Regions from separate parts of the Mus musculus genome. Here all the other regions are linked to region 1. Evidence: chromatin contacts called from public HiChIP or PLAC-seq, capture Hi-C and promoter capture Hi-C data. All regions are on one chromosome and are shown on one strand. The core of a region is the stretch at or near the end of the contact, and the rest is flanking DNA. Distances in the headings are between cores, read along the strand shown.

Region 1 (3,027 bases), core at 313-2,812:
GGATTCCTAATGATCCTGAAATTATACTCGAAAGTCACTTATGGGTAAACGTTGGCCAGTTTTTCCAGAAAGAGACGCCAGTGACTTTCGCCAGATTCTCAATGGTTCCTCACCGCTGAGGAGCTCCTTGGCGGCCCAAGAGATGGACTCTGCCTACGCTTAGCTTCTGCTTTTAAGAGAAGAGCACAAACGGGGCTGACAGTTCTAATCAGTACTGGGAGATAACCAGGTCCAGCTAGGAACTGGTTGACAGGGAACTCTATAGCAGAACCTTCATCCAAGTCTTTTTAAGCGTCAAACATACAGACGCCAAGCTAGTTAGTGAGTAGTGATCGCAAAGCCTTTGGAGCTGAGCAAAGAGTCCCATATCCTTCTCCGAGGCCTCGGGTCTGGCTTTCAGAAATCCACCGGTCTTATTCATGAAAGGTCAAAATTCACTACTTGCTGAGCACCTATTATAAGCCTGGTTCTATTGTAGATGCAAAAGGTCCATTGATGTGGACCTTAGCAAGTTACCTGCCCCAAACACAGGTATATGGGGAGCTACTAACGAAGTCATCTCCATGTTAGTTGCTCTCCCACCACTACCCTTGGGCCAGAGAGACCAAAGCCATTGCACCCAGCTGTGCCAGCTGGTGACAACGGAGAAAGAGCAAGCGGTAGTACTCCGTGTGGGCAAAAGATGCAGACGCCCTGAGCAGGTGGGCCAGGCTCAGCCCTGGTGGGTGTTGCTGGAGAGGGGGCTAGGTACGGTGAGGACTCTGCCTGCGGGGGCGGAGGGCGCGGATGTGGGAAAGCAGACTCTGCCCGCAGTTGCCTGGGCCGCCGCGCCTGACCGCCGAGCTGCGCTCGCCTGCTCCCCGCCCTCTGGGACCGTGGTGAAGCTCTGTTCCCCATACTGAGCAGTCCCCCGGAGGCGCTCGGACACGTCCCTAGGCTGGATAAAGATCGACTCGGAGCTCGCTCCCCAGCGAGAAATCTCGCCATCGGCGTGGCTCGCGCGGCCGCTCTGGCCGGGCCTGGGAGCCGCCAGATCGCTATCTGGGAGGCAGAAAGACAGCAGCGCGGCCGCTACCCCCCGCCCTGCGCTCCGCGTGGCTGCGGGGTCCTGGGGCTCGCCGGCCTCCCTTCCCCCCCTTGCACTGCCTTCCCCGCGCTCCCCCCCCCCCCGGGGACATCCGCTTCCCGCCCGCCCGGTCCCCAGCGTCCCTCAAGGCGCCCTCTCCCCACTCGCCAGGCCCCGCTGCCTCCTGAAGGTTACGCGGCGCGGCGGCGGGGCGCGGCAGAGCACGGGGGGCACCCGCCCTCGCCGCCGCCCGCGCCGCCGCCCACCCCAATGCCCGCCGCGCCGGGCCAGCCTGGCTGCCGGCTGCTGCCACCGCAATCCCGGCTCCTAAATCAGCGCGGGGAGGCGCCCCTTCCCCCACCCGGCTCCTCGGGCTCCCCGGGCCGCGATTGGCCGCGCGTGCGCCCCCCAAGCTTGGGCCCCGGCTCCAGCTGCCGCGCCATTGGCTGCGGGCCTCCGCCAGCCTTTACATAAGCCCGGGCGCGCTCGAGTGGAGTTGTATAAAGCGAGCGCGCGGCGTCGGGGCGGGAGGCTCGAGGCCAGCCCGGGACCAGGGCTGGGCGCTGCAAGGCGGCGGCGCCAGCGGCAGAGGCAGCATCGAGCGCCCGCGCTCCGACGCCCCCAAGCGGTGGGGCTGAGAGAGCCAGAGGATGGCTCCGAGCGCTGACCCGGGCGTGAGTATCCGCTCCTGGAGCCCCCACCCCTTCCGGCGGAGAAAGTTTCGCCAGCCTAGCGCACCCCTCCCCGCACGCCCCCAGGGGTGGCGGGGATGCAGCTGGGGACCTGGGAAGATCGGGACTGCGAAGGCGGCGACGCTGCTCCCAACTTGCCAAGAGGCGCTGGACTCTATTGGCGCGCAGATCCTCCCCGCGGGCTGGGGGCAAGGCGGGCGCCAGGCTGGAGGTGGTGGAAGAGATGGGAGCCGAGGTGTGGGGGTGACAGCCCACAGTTGGCAGAGAACGTGTTAGTGGCACAGAGGATGGAGGTCAGCGGTTTGAGAAGGGGGCAATGGGGCTAGTAGGGGGCGGAGCAGGTGAAGGCTGTGCTGAGGGTACCCGGGGAGTCACCCAGCTGGCGGGCTCAGTTTGGGGACGACTAAGCTACCATCCTCGGCCGACTGCCAACGCTTCCAGGTTGGGGAAGATCCCCCGGGGCATAGCTCTTCTCCCGGGAAGCCGAGCTGTCTCCCCTTGCACAGCGCTGAGTGGCAGAGTGCTCCCGGAGCCAGCCCGGTACACAGCGTAGCTGCCAGCCGCCTTTTGCTGGACCGAGGTGTGGTCTGGCTTTCTAGCTAAGGATGTTTCAGGCAAGCTCTTTTCTGGCATTCTAGGGGAACCATGGGGTCCCCCCCCCCCTTGATCTTATGGAATCAGATAAAGGTTTTGGTGGGGCAGCAGGCAGGCTTGGGGGCATGCCCAGCAATGCAGCGTGATTCTTTTGCAGTACAGTAGTTGGGAGCCCTGGTTAGTCCCGCTTCTGCAGAAACCAACTAAAGAATCCAAAGTCATCCCAGCTGGGATGGGAGCCTCCCTAGGGGTGGGGGTGGGGGGTTCCTTCTTGAATGACTAATGATTACTATTGCTATTGGGTGGGTTCACCTACCGTGACATCTGTACATCTCATCCGTCCTCCTGGAAGCGTTCATGAGTTGCACTTGAGGTACCTTCTGGGATGGGTGCAAGACTTCGAAAAATGAAGCCAGTTGGAAAAGAAAGCAAGAAGGTTCCCAGAGTAGAGGACAGCGGTTTGATGCTGTGTTGAACCTGGGAAGAACTCCTGGGGAAAAGCTATCAGGGGAGATTTGAAACCATGATAACTTGGGACAGGAAGTACCCACGTTGAATTAAAGCAGATCCAGAGACTTGAACAGTTCCTCACACTTGGGTATTGAGACAGAGACGTGGAGGGTGGAAAAATGGGAATATGAACAGTTGGCCCAATATGGTCTTCAAGGAGGCGTT
Region 2 (3,027 bases), core at 158-2,657, 1.2 Mb before region 1:
ATTGTTAGAGAAAAGATTTTGGTCTCAGCCAGATCAAATCTCCACTCGGAGAAGAGATTATTTGATCCTGTTTCCCTTTCAGACATTTCCTTATGGGCTTATTCAATTATCTGATTCTCCTGCCTGCCCCACCTCTGATCTGCTGAATGGCCAGAATCCCACTCAGAACTAATTCAGGAACTTTAACCATTCCACTCCGCCTGCAGTATAAGAAACAAAGCGAGCATTACGATATTTTTTTTCAGAGGCCTTCACCTCCTGGGTGTGACTTGCTGCCGTCATCTGATATGGATCGAGCTCCCACACATTGGCCACCACCTCTCCTCCTTGCAGTTCGAACGTAAGAACTGCAAGCTCCGAAGTAAGCTGGTGTCTCTCAAAGTCTTGCCCGAAAGGATGGCCCAAACACAACATTCTTGCACTGCCTTTTCGGGACAGCCGGGGTGACTGCCCTGGCCTCGCTGAATTCACCTCACGTTAGAAGAAAGACAGAAAAATGGCAGAAAACTGACCCCCCCCTTTTTTTTTGAGAAGATGGGTGTGCGAGAGAACACACACACAACGGACAAGTTACGACCCAGGCTCTGGGCCCCCGTCACTCATTACTCAAGGAACCAGGATTGCAATAATCACTTTTCCTTCCCTCGGGGACTGCTCCGGGTCCCTGCTCCGGGCAAGAGCTGTTCTCTCTTTCTCTTTTATCCCCGCCCCAGCACCATCTCAGGTACCTGTGCTTTGCAGAGCTGTCCTTGAACCTGGCATAGGCATGACCCTAGCCGAATGTGAAAGGGGCGGGTGGCCATGCAGGCACGGTTTGTGGGTTTATAGGCGCTGAGCCATTGCCCCAGGTGTGCGGACGCGTTTCCTTCCCCCTCTACTCACTTTGGCTCCGTTCGCTCACAACCTCCTCTTCTTGTTCCTTGGGCCCGCTGCAAGCGTCTCGGAGAACTGTATGGACATAGCTCTGAGGACAGAGACCCGAATCTCCATGGCCCTCGGCAGCAGCTAGTGAGTTCAAATAGGACAGTTTCTCTCCCTCTTCTTCCTCGTCCTCCTCCCCTGCATCGGAAAACTGCGTCCCTTCAGCCGTGGCCAGCATGCAGGGTGCCGAGTGGAAGTGCTGCTCCAATTCCGCCTGCAAGTGAGCTCCGTGGAAGTGCCGCTGCTGCTCCAGATTCAAAATGTCTTTGACTGAGAAAGGGGTGGAGGTGACCGGGCTTGGTAACATCATCAGGGCCACTTAATTGTCCAGTCCAAATACTCAATAAATCCCGGCGGGGGCGGGGAGGGAGTGCGGTGGCTCCAGCTCTTCTTCTGGACTCCGCGGTGGTGCGGAGTCGAGCTTTTGACAGACGCGGTCCAGTCTAAATCCCCTCCATTGGCCGGGACCTGGGGGTCTGGGTTTTGTTACAGCCACTGCAAGGACTGGGGCCGGGGCTGTGAAGCCTCTGTCCGGGGGCCCTGCGTCACGTCAAGGGGCGGGGTCGGCATCCTGGCCTCCTTCCCAATTGGTTCTTGTGTATGTGGGCCACGCCCTCTGCGTCCACCCAGTGGGATGTTGCTGCGCTACCAGAAATAGACAGGGACTAGAATAGGGTCCTGAGATCCAAGTCGCGGTGGGAAAAGCTGCAAAAAACCGGGTGTCCGAATCACCGATTCCCGCTCCACCTGGCTGCACCTTCCCGACCAGGGGCAGTTCTGAGAGGCCAGACTGCGGATTTCTAAGGAGAGGAGTGTTGTATCTGTGGAAATATGAGCGACGTGTCAAATTCCACCTCACCTTTGCTCTAGCTGTCCTCGCCACCTGGAGTGCCTTTCCCACCCTCATTTCCACAGTGGAAAGCTGTTCTCCGAGGAAAAGCTTAAATACCTCCAAGGAAACTCCGCCAGATCACCTCACCTAGAGGTCCTCTTCCTCGGAACTTGCTCAGTAATGTCACTTGTCACTCTCCCATCTAGTGCCAAAGCTGTACTTAGTGTCCGCTCGATTGTCACTTTAGATTGTGAGTCCCTGAGGGCAGGGTCCAGACCGTACTTGCCCTTGCAGCCCTCGAAGTGGCTTCAGAGAGCAGGTCTGTAGAAGACAAGACGACCGAGTTCTGTTAGTGTGCAGAGGCTCTATGCTTCGAAGCCTGGCCTGAGTCAGTATTTGGTTTTGGACGTTCTCAGTTTCCTGGTCAATATAAAGGAGCCGAATTGCCTCTTCTAGGGTTATTGTTGGAGTTTTTTTGTTTTTGTTTTTTAAAGGATAACCAGGCCGGAAGCATAGCACAGTTGTCTACTTAAAGCAAAGAGCTCAATACTTGTAACTACCCTTGTTCTTTGTGGGAGGTCAGAGCAGTGTTTGTTGCCTGCATTGATTCTGACCGGGCTGGTGTTCCACTGCACACACTGGGTGGCTCTGGTCTCAGAAGGGAGGGGACCCCCGCTGTGGCTGCAGCTCAGGCAGCCTTCTGAAGGGAATCGGGAGCCCGAGCCTAGGCCTCAACTTTCTGAAACGCCTTATTTCTCTCTTTCTGAAACCGTGGTTGTGTTCTGCAGGGAGACTAAATGCAGCCTCAGATTCAGAAAACTGCCTGATGGAGACCACCTTCTGGTATCCACCCGCCTACATACCTAGCCCCTGAGTGGTAAGGGGCACTATTGTGAGATTAAGAGCAAAAGGTGTGGGCAGCAGGCCTTGGAAAACCAAACTAGTTCCGCTTTCAACGTAGGGTTCCTCAGTAGGCCGCCCTTGCTTTTATTTATTCTCTCTCTCTCTCTCTCTCTCTCTCTCTCTCTCTCTCTCTCTCCCTCCCTCCCCCCCCCCCCGCCCCCGTAGAACCTCACAGTTTGGGAGAGACCGGCCTCAACTAGAAGGGTTCGCCGGATGGCGGCGCGGTGACCGAGGACGACGCCCTAGGAAACTTGTAGACAGGGCATGAATGCGGATTACGTGGAGAGCGGCCTTGCGGAACCCCGAGGCGGCAGCGAGAGGAGTTGATGCCCTTGGTCCTGGAAAGAAAGAACTGCGGGTTGGGAGGAGAG
Region 3 (3,027 bases), core at 159-2,658, 1.1 Mb before region 1:
CCTTAAAAAAACAAAACAAAACAAAAACAAGGCGATGTTTCTGGAAAGAAAAAGACAGAAAAGCTTAGCAAGTAGTGCTCAAAGTTCGATGGCTTTTGTTTATCCTCTGAACCGAAAACTCGTGAAGATTTATCATGTTACCCAAAGGAAGCCATGATGCTGTTTTCTCGCAAAATACCAAGGAATTGGCGCCTTCCAGCATTGGGTGAATATGTAGTGGAAGAAACGGAGGGAGGTTTGCCAGATCCCAGGCAAAGCATCATGCCATCTAGGAGGGGGTGTGGACCCTGCGCCATAACAAAGCTAGTATTTAGAGAGCACTTACTGTATGCAACTAAACACTTTATGTGTCTTAACTCACCTAATCCCCACAACAACCTGGAGGAAAACACTATTATCTCCATCTTACAGAGCAGGAACAGGCCTGCCCAAGTAGGTCAGAGTCAGCCGGCATCTAAACCTAACTTGCCTGGCTCCAGAGTTAGGTTCCTACTCATCAGGAGGCTTTCTAAACTTGTAACGTCGACAACAAAACGCCCAAGTACAGGAAAGAGAGATGTCTAACCAAACAGCGTGTTAAGAGGTTTTATGGATGGCTGACAGATGTGAAATCTTCAAGGTCAACAGGTGGAGAAAGGATCTGGACAGAAATAGACTCTCAGGGGAAGGAGCAGCCTGACCTGACAGAAAGAAGCAGCAGTTTGGGTGTGTGCCAATCGATGATGACAGCACGCGTGGGAGGAATGCTGCAGAGAGAGGCTTCGCTAGATCCTTCAAGGTCCTTTAGGGCTAGGCTTTCCCGGCCCCGGTTATCTACCGGGGCTGGGGGTTGGTGTTAAAATTCTCAAGCTAGTATGTGCTCATCCCTTACTTTCTGCAGGGTCTCCCCTGCCAGCGATCAAGGAAGACAACACATCCAGGTTTCTTTCTGGGGAAGCACTGAGTGGAGACAGTCAAGGTCACCCACGATTGGGTACAGTGTGTCCAAGCGGACCACTAGAGTCCTGTGCCAGACACTTGGCTGTCAGCCGGGCCTGGCCAACGCAGGAACGTGCGCACCGCCGGAGCCTGGCGGCGACAGTCACCTGCTCAGCGGGTACAGAAAGACCTGTTCTCTGCTTTCCCCACGGGCGGGCCACCGCCCCAGGTCTCCAGGCCCCAGAAGGTCAGGAGGTTGTCCTCTGGGGACTCCCGCCACCCGCACCATCCTCATCACCCCAAGGAATAAAAGCCTCAGCGATTGGAACACGCTACGCCAATCATCCTAGCCTCTGCCCACACCTCCTCCGGTGTACATTGCATTGGTTGCATCATACAAGCCTCCGATAAGATCCTCTTCTCGAATTGGCTAGTAGAGGCTTGCCCCGCCTAACCCTTCTTAGTCGGAAGGTTGTGATTGGTTAAGCGCGTTGCCAAGCTCCGGACGCGGCTCGACCATTGGAAGCCGCGGGCTGCCCCGCCCGCCGGCGAAGGTGAGAGTCTCCTCCAGTCACCGGACCCCGCACCGCACAGAGCTGCTCCCGGCTCGTTCTCGAGGTCTCGGCACATTCTGTCGCGATGGCGCCTCCATCAGTCTTTGCCCAGGTTCCGCAAGCTCCTCCGGTTCTGGTCTTTAAGCTCACTGCGGACTTCCGGGATGATCCAGATCCCCGCAAGGTTAACCTCGGCGTGGGAGGTAAGGATGCAGTGCCTTGGAATGCGAGCAGCCTGGGGGGAGGTGGGCGTAGGAGGAGCTGAGATTTAGTTTGTGTCTCCCTGAGAGGAGCCCGAGGAGAGAAGGTTGGGACCACGAGGACATCACCAACCTACCCATTTTGCAGATGGCGATACAGAGTCCTTGGAAAGAGGGGGTGTTCAAGGTCACGCAGAACAGGTGTAACATCTGGGACACAAATGTTGTTTTTGTTTCTCCACCCAGTGTTCTTTATAGTACTTGTTCTAAAGCAACGATGGGGATGGTAAGGAGAGAGAAGTATGGTAGCTTTAGCGTCTCGTGGTCAACTGGAACTGGGAATGAAAGAGCTGTTAGCCTAATGGAGCTGTAGTCCGGGTTGAGCGAGTAGCAGACGCCACTTAGGAAGCCTGTTAACCCACATGGGGAAGATGTAGGTTTGGTTTATTCTCAGAGTGGAGCAGATGAGGCGAAGCCCATGCATCTCAGGCCACACACATCTGGGTCTTCATTTCTTGATCATTTGCCTTGAACCAAGTTAGCCTTCTGCCAAGGTCGTTTGTGTTGTAGTTTCTAAAGCCCTTTAACTCGAGCCTCCGGCGACTTCGTCATCACTGTTTGGATGTTTGAAGCTCTACAGAGCTTGGTGTGCATTTGGCCACGTGCAGAGGCCAGCCGAGGAGAGAAGAGTGAGCAGACTGATGCTCTCAGCAGGGAACCAACCGGAACTGAAAGCGCTAGAAGGTTAGAAAGAAGAAATGGAGTTGTTTTGAAGCAGAGGGTGACGTTAAGGGGATTCAGAATCTAGGTTCTTAGAGAGGATGTGCAAATATAGCCCTAGTGTCTCTGTCTCTCTGTCTCTGTCTCTCTCTCGCTCGCTGGCTCTCTTTCATCTAGGTTCTTAGAGAGGATGTGCAAATATAGCCCTAGTGTCTCTGTCTCTCTGTCTCTGTCTCTCTCTCTCTCGCTCGCTCGCTCGCTCGCTCTCTTTCATCTAGGTTCTTAGAGAGGATGTGCAAATATAGCCCTAGTGTCTCTGTCTCTCTGTCTCTGTCTCTCTCTCTCTCTCTCGCTCTCTTTCATCTAGGTTCTTAGAGAGGATGTGCAAATATAGCCCTAGTGTCTCTGTCTCTCTGTCTCTCTGTCTCTCTCTCTCTCTCTCTCTCGCTCGCTCGCTCTCTTTCATCTAGGTTCTTAGAGAGGATGTGCAAATATAGCCCTAGTGTCTCTGTCTCTCTGTCTCTCTGTCTCTGTCTCTCTCTCTCTCGCTCGCTCGCTCGCTCGCTCTCTTTCATCTAGGTTCTTAGAGAGGATGTGCAAATATAGCCCTAGTGTCTCTGTCTCTCTGTCTCTGT
Region 4 (3,027 bases), core at 275-2,774, 1.0 Mb before region 1:
CTGTGAGCAGCGGGGTACAGTCGTCCGGGTCCACAAAGGCCAAGTCTTTGACGAACAGAATGTCCACAATGTTGTGCCTCTGGTCGCCCTCATACACCGGGATGCGAGTGTAGCCACTACGGAGGATCTCGGATACAGTGGCGAAGTCAAGCACGGCGTCAGAGCGCAACATGAAGCAGTCCCCTAGAGGGGTCAGCACCTCCTCTACCACCTTGGTGCGCAGCTCCAGGGCTCCCTGAATGATGTTGAGCTCTTCCTTCACCAGGTCGCTGTAAGGGTCGGCGGCCCGCAGCGTCTCCAGCAGCTTTTCCCTCGTGTAGAAGGTGCTGATCTCCTGGCGCAGAGCCCAGTCCAGGAGGCGGCCCAGAGGGTAGCACACCGGGAAGGCAGCCGCCATGAGGAGCCGGGTCAGGCACACACTGTGCGAGGCGATGGCCAACCCGTGGCGCGAGCACACCGAGTACGGACAGATCTCGGCTCCCAGGAACACGGCGCCGGTGCACACCAGCGCCGGCAGCCACGGGAAGTGAACCCCCGCCTCGCCGGAGTCCTCCCCGGGGTCCCCGACGCCCGGCGGCAGCGAGGCGTACAGCCAGCCGGCCAGCGCGGCATTGGCGCCGGCTTGGCCCAGGAGCAGGGTGCAGAGCAGATGGGTCCCCCTGCCGCGCACGGCCTGCACGCGGCGCGCCTGCTCCTGCTCGGCGGCCGAGCCACTGTTCCGCAGCACCCGTAACTCCACCGGGTCCAGCGAGAGCAGGCTCAGGCGCAGGCCGCTGAACAGGGCGGACAGGGCCAGCAGCAGGAGCGCCCCGAGCGCTCGCAGCCACGCGGGCGGCAGCAGGTCCCCACCCGGGCCGTAGAGGCGCGGGCGGACGCGCAGCAGGAAGCCGCCGGCGGCGCCGTGGTGGTGCCAAGCGCGCCCGTCCCAGGCGCACAGCGAAAAGAGCTTCCCGCCGCCGCCCGCGCCGCCGCGCTCCGCCTCGCCCTTCCGCAGCTCCCGCACCCGCACCTGGACCAGGGCCGAGCCCGCCACGCCCCCGGGGCGCAGGGGCCCCAGGACCTCCACGTCCGACGCCCAGTCGCTCTGCTCGCGGCAGCGCTGAGGTCCCGGGGGACGCGTGGGGACCGCGCTGGGCGCCGCGCCGCCCGCGCCCGGGGGCTCCTCGATGAACACGAGCCGCGGGGCCCAATCGCCCGTGCCGTTTTCCCCCGGGGCCAGGGAGGGTGCGGGCACGGGCGCGGCGGGGACCGGCGGGCCAGGCTGGAAGTAGACCCGCAGGAGGAAGCTGGTGCCTTCGGCCGCCCGCAGGGTGCCCCCCTCCAGAGACACGCGGCCTCCGGCAGTGTCTTCGGGTCGCAGACCCAGTAACCAGGCAGCGGCGGCCGGGGGCCGAGGGGACAGGGAGAAGAAGAGCAGGAGTACGGCGCCCCGGCTGCAGCAGTCCCGGAGCCTGACACCCAGCGCTGCTGCCGCCGCGGCCGCCGCCGCCATCCTGCACCCGGCGCGGTTGCACGTGATACTGCAGCAAGCCGAGCGCGAGCTGGAGGGAGGGAGGAGGAGCTGGAGCCCGGAATCCAGCCCCAGGCAGGTCACCACGTGTGCTCCCCTTGCGCGCGTGGGCTGGAGGCGGGGGTGGGGGAGGTGATGGTGGGAGTGGTAGGAACCCGCCTGGTGGCCACGCACCGTCACAGTGCCTAGCCTGGATACACTTAAGTATATCTGAGCCCTGGGAAGGCTGGGTTTGGAGCATGGCCTCCTACATCTGTAGTTCCTCCTCTTCAACCTTCCCCCATTCCACTCCCTGCCCTTATGGCGAATTCCCGGCAGTAATTCCAAACTGCAGGCTCACTGCTTCCCATTGGACCCAGGAAATTTCCCAGCGTTTTCCTTCTGTCCTTCGTGTTCTTGCTTCTAATTAAAAGATATTCTGGTGGTTGGTCCTATGAAATCCGTGAAAAAAATTGGCCTCAATCAAATTCTAGCTAATCTTTCATATTGTAAAAATTTCCAAATTATTTAAGTGCAATTCCTTGTTAAGATACCAGTGTTAATCAATAAATTGAAATGCATTATGGGACCAATTTGGAACAGAGTATTATGCATCCAGGAAAAGACTGTACAATACCCAATGTCTATATAATTTGGAAAAGTCACCAAAGAAAAAAAATAGTAAGGTTCAGGACCATGATGCAATATACCGCCGTTTTGTTAAAAGTATTCACGGATAAAGTTTATGCACATGCTCGTGTATGCCAATGGGAGGATGCTCAATAAATACAATAACAGGATTAGTCTCAATGCACAGATTAACAAGAAGTTGTTAAAAGAATACACAGAAACAACTCTGCTTTTCACTCAGTTCCTTCTACGGTTTACATCAAAAGCAGGAAACCGACATTGGGGTAAAACTCCTATCATTTTGTCATATCTAAATTTGTGTAACCACCATCACTGTAGTAAAAATACACACCCGACTGTTCCCCAGGAAGATCTGGGAGCCTTTCCCCCACTGAACTGCTCACGTTATTTCTATCCACCATCTGCTAGTGTTGCTTTATTTTTATGACTCGATTCTTAAGTGTATGTAGCAAAAATCACTTTTTTTTTGTTATATTGCTATGTATGTTCCATTGCGTTTTGAGACTGGGTCTCATGTCACACAGGCCAAGCTCACTCGATTGCCAAGAATGATTCCAGGATTACGCATGTGCACCACGACCCTCTGCAATGCTATTACACACGTCGATGGATGCGTGTTCATGTACCCATCCTAGTAAAAAGTAGTTCCATTCTGACCTGGGGATGTAGCTTGCTTGCCTAGCACACAGTAGGCCCTGGATTCCACCCCCCCCACCCCTCCCACCCCAACCCCCGCCCCCCACATCACACCTGCACTTGGAGTGGGTGGTTCCATCCTTGGCCTTTTCCTCTGTAGTTTCCTTTCCCAGAGAATCGTATGAATAGTAAGCAAGCAGCGTTTGGAAGCTGCCATTGCTCACTGTGTGTACTTAACATTCATCCAAGTT

The links. Promoter capture Hi-C pulls out the DNA fragments that hold promoters and counts their contacts. HiChIP or PLAC-seq counts read pairs in DNA pulled down with a chosen protein or histone mark. Capture Hi-C pulls out chosen DNA fragments and counts their contacts.
Region 2: a contact with region 1 is called in a capture Hi-C map of embryonic stem cells, with 6 times the contacts expected there. The contact joins the promoter of Nkx2-3 here to the promoter of Crtac1 in region 1. A contact is called at or near these places in 11 of 39 promoter capture datasets (the C10 cell line, the HPC-7 cell line, HPC-7-derived erythroid cells and 6 more), 1 of 484 Hi-C or Micro-C datasets (embryonic stem cells), 2 of 115 datasets of contacts at active chromatin or transcription factors (embryonic forebrain and embryonic stem cells) and 1 of 9 other capture datasets (embryonic stem cells).
Region 3: a contact with region 1 is called in a promoter capture Hi-C map of hippocampal neurons, with 4 times the contacts expected there. The contact joins the promoter of Got1 here to the promoter of Crtac1 in region 1. A contact is called at or near these places in 1 of 39 promoter capture datasets (hippocampal neurons) and 1 of 115 datasets of contacts at active chromatin or transcription factors (forebrain).
Region 4: a contact with region 1 is called in an H3K4me3 HiChIP or PLAC-seq map of embryonic forebrain, with 5 times the contacts expected there. The contact joins the promoter of Cnnm1 here to the promoter of Crtac1 in region 1. A contact is called at or near these places in 5 of 39 promoter capture datasets (the C10 cell line, cranial neural crest, hippocampal neurons and 2 more), 2 of 484 Hi-C or Micro-C datasets (both in embryonic stem cells), 3 of 115 datasets of contacts at active chromatin or transcription factors (embryonic forebrain, embryonic hindbrain and stem cell-derived neural progenitor cells) and 2 of 9 other capture datasets (embryonic stem cells and liver).

What each region holds. Positions count from the first base shown.
Region 1 is chr19:42,430,323-42,433,349 of GRCm38.p6, reverse strand. It overlaps Crtac1 (cartilage acidic protein 1), which reads left to right and starts at 1,562. Exons shown (of 15, transcript NM_145123.5): 1 at 1,562-1,740. The coding sequence starts at 1,717.
Region 2 is chr19:43,610,705-43,613,731 of GRCm38.p6, reverse strand. It overlaps Nkx2-3 (NK2 homeobox 3), which reads right to left and starts at 1,407. Exons shown (of 2, transcript NM_008699.2): 1 at 883-1,407. The coding sequence starts at 1,231. Gm20467 (a long non-coding RNA gene) reads left to right here and starts at 1,676. Exons shown (of 4, transcript XR_001782682.2): 1 at 1,676-1,930; 2 at 2,542-2,630; 3 at 2,822-3,027.
Region 3 is chr19:43,522,986-43,526,012 of GRCm38.p6, reverse strand. It overlaps Got1 (glutamic-oxaloacetic transaminase 1, soluble), which reads left to right and starts at 1,408. Exons shown (of 9, transcript NM_010324.2): 1 at 1,408-1,675. The coding sequence starts at 1,558.
Region 4 is chr19:43,438,910-43,441,936 of GRCm38.p6, reverse strand. Cnnm1 (cyclin M1) reads right to left here and starts at 1,524. Exons shown (of 12, transcript NM_001373992.1): 1 at 1-1,524. The coding sequence starts at 1,492.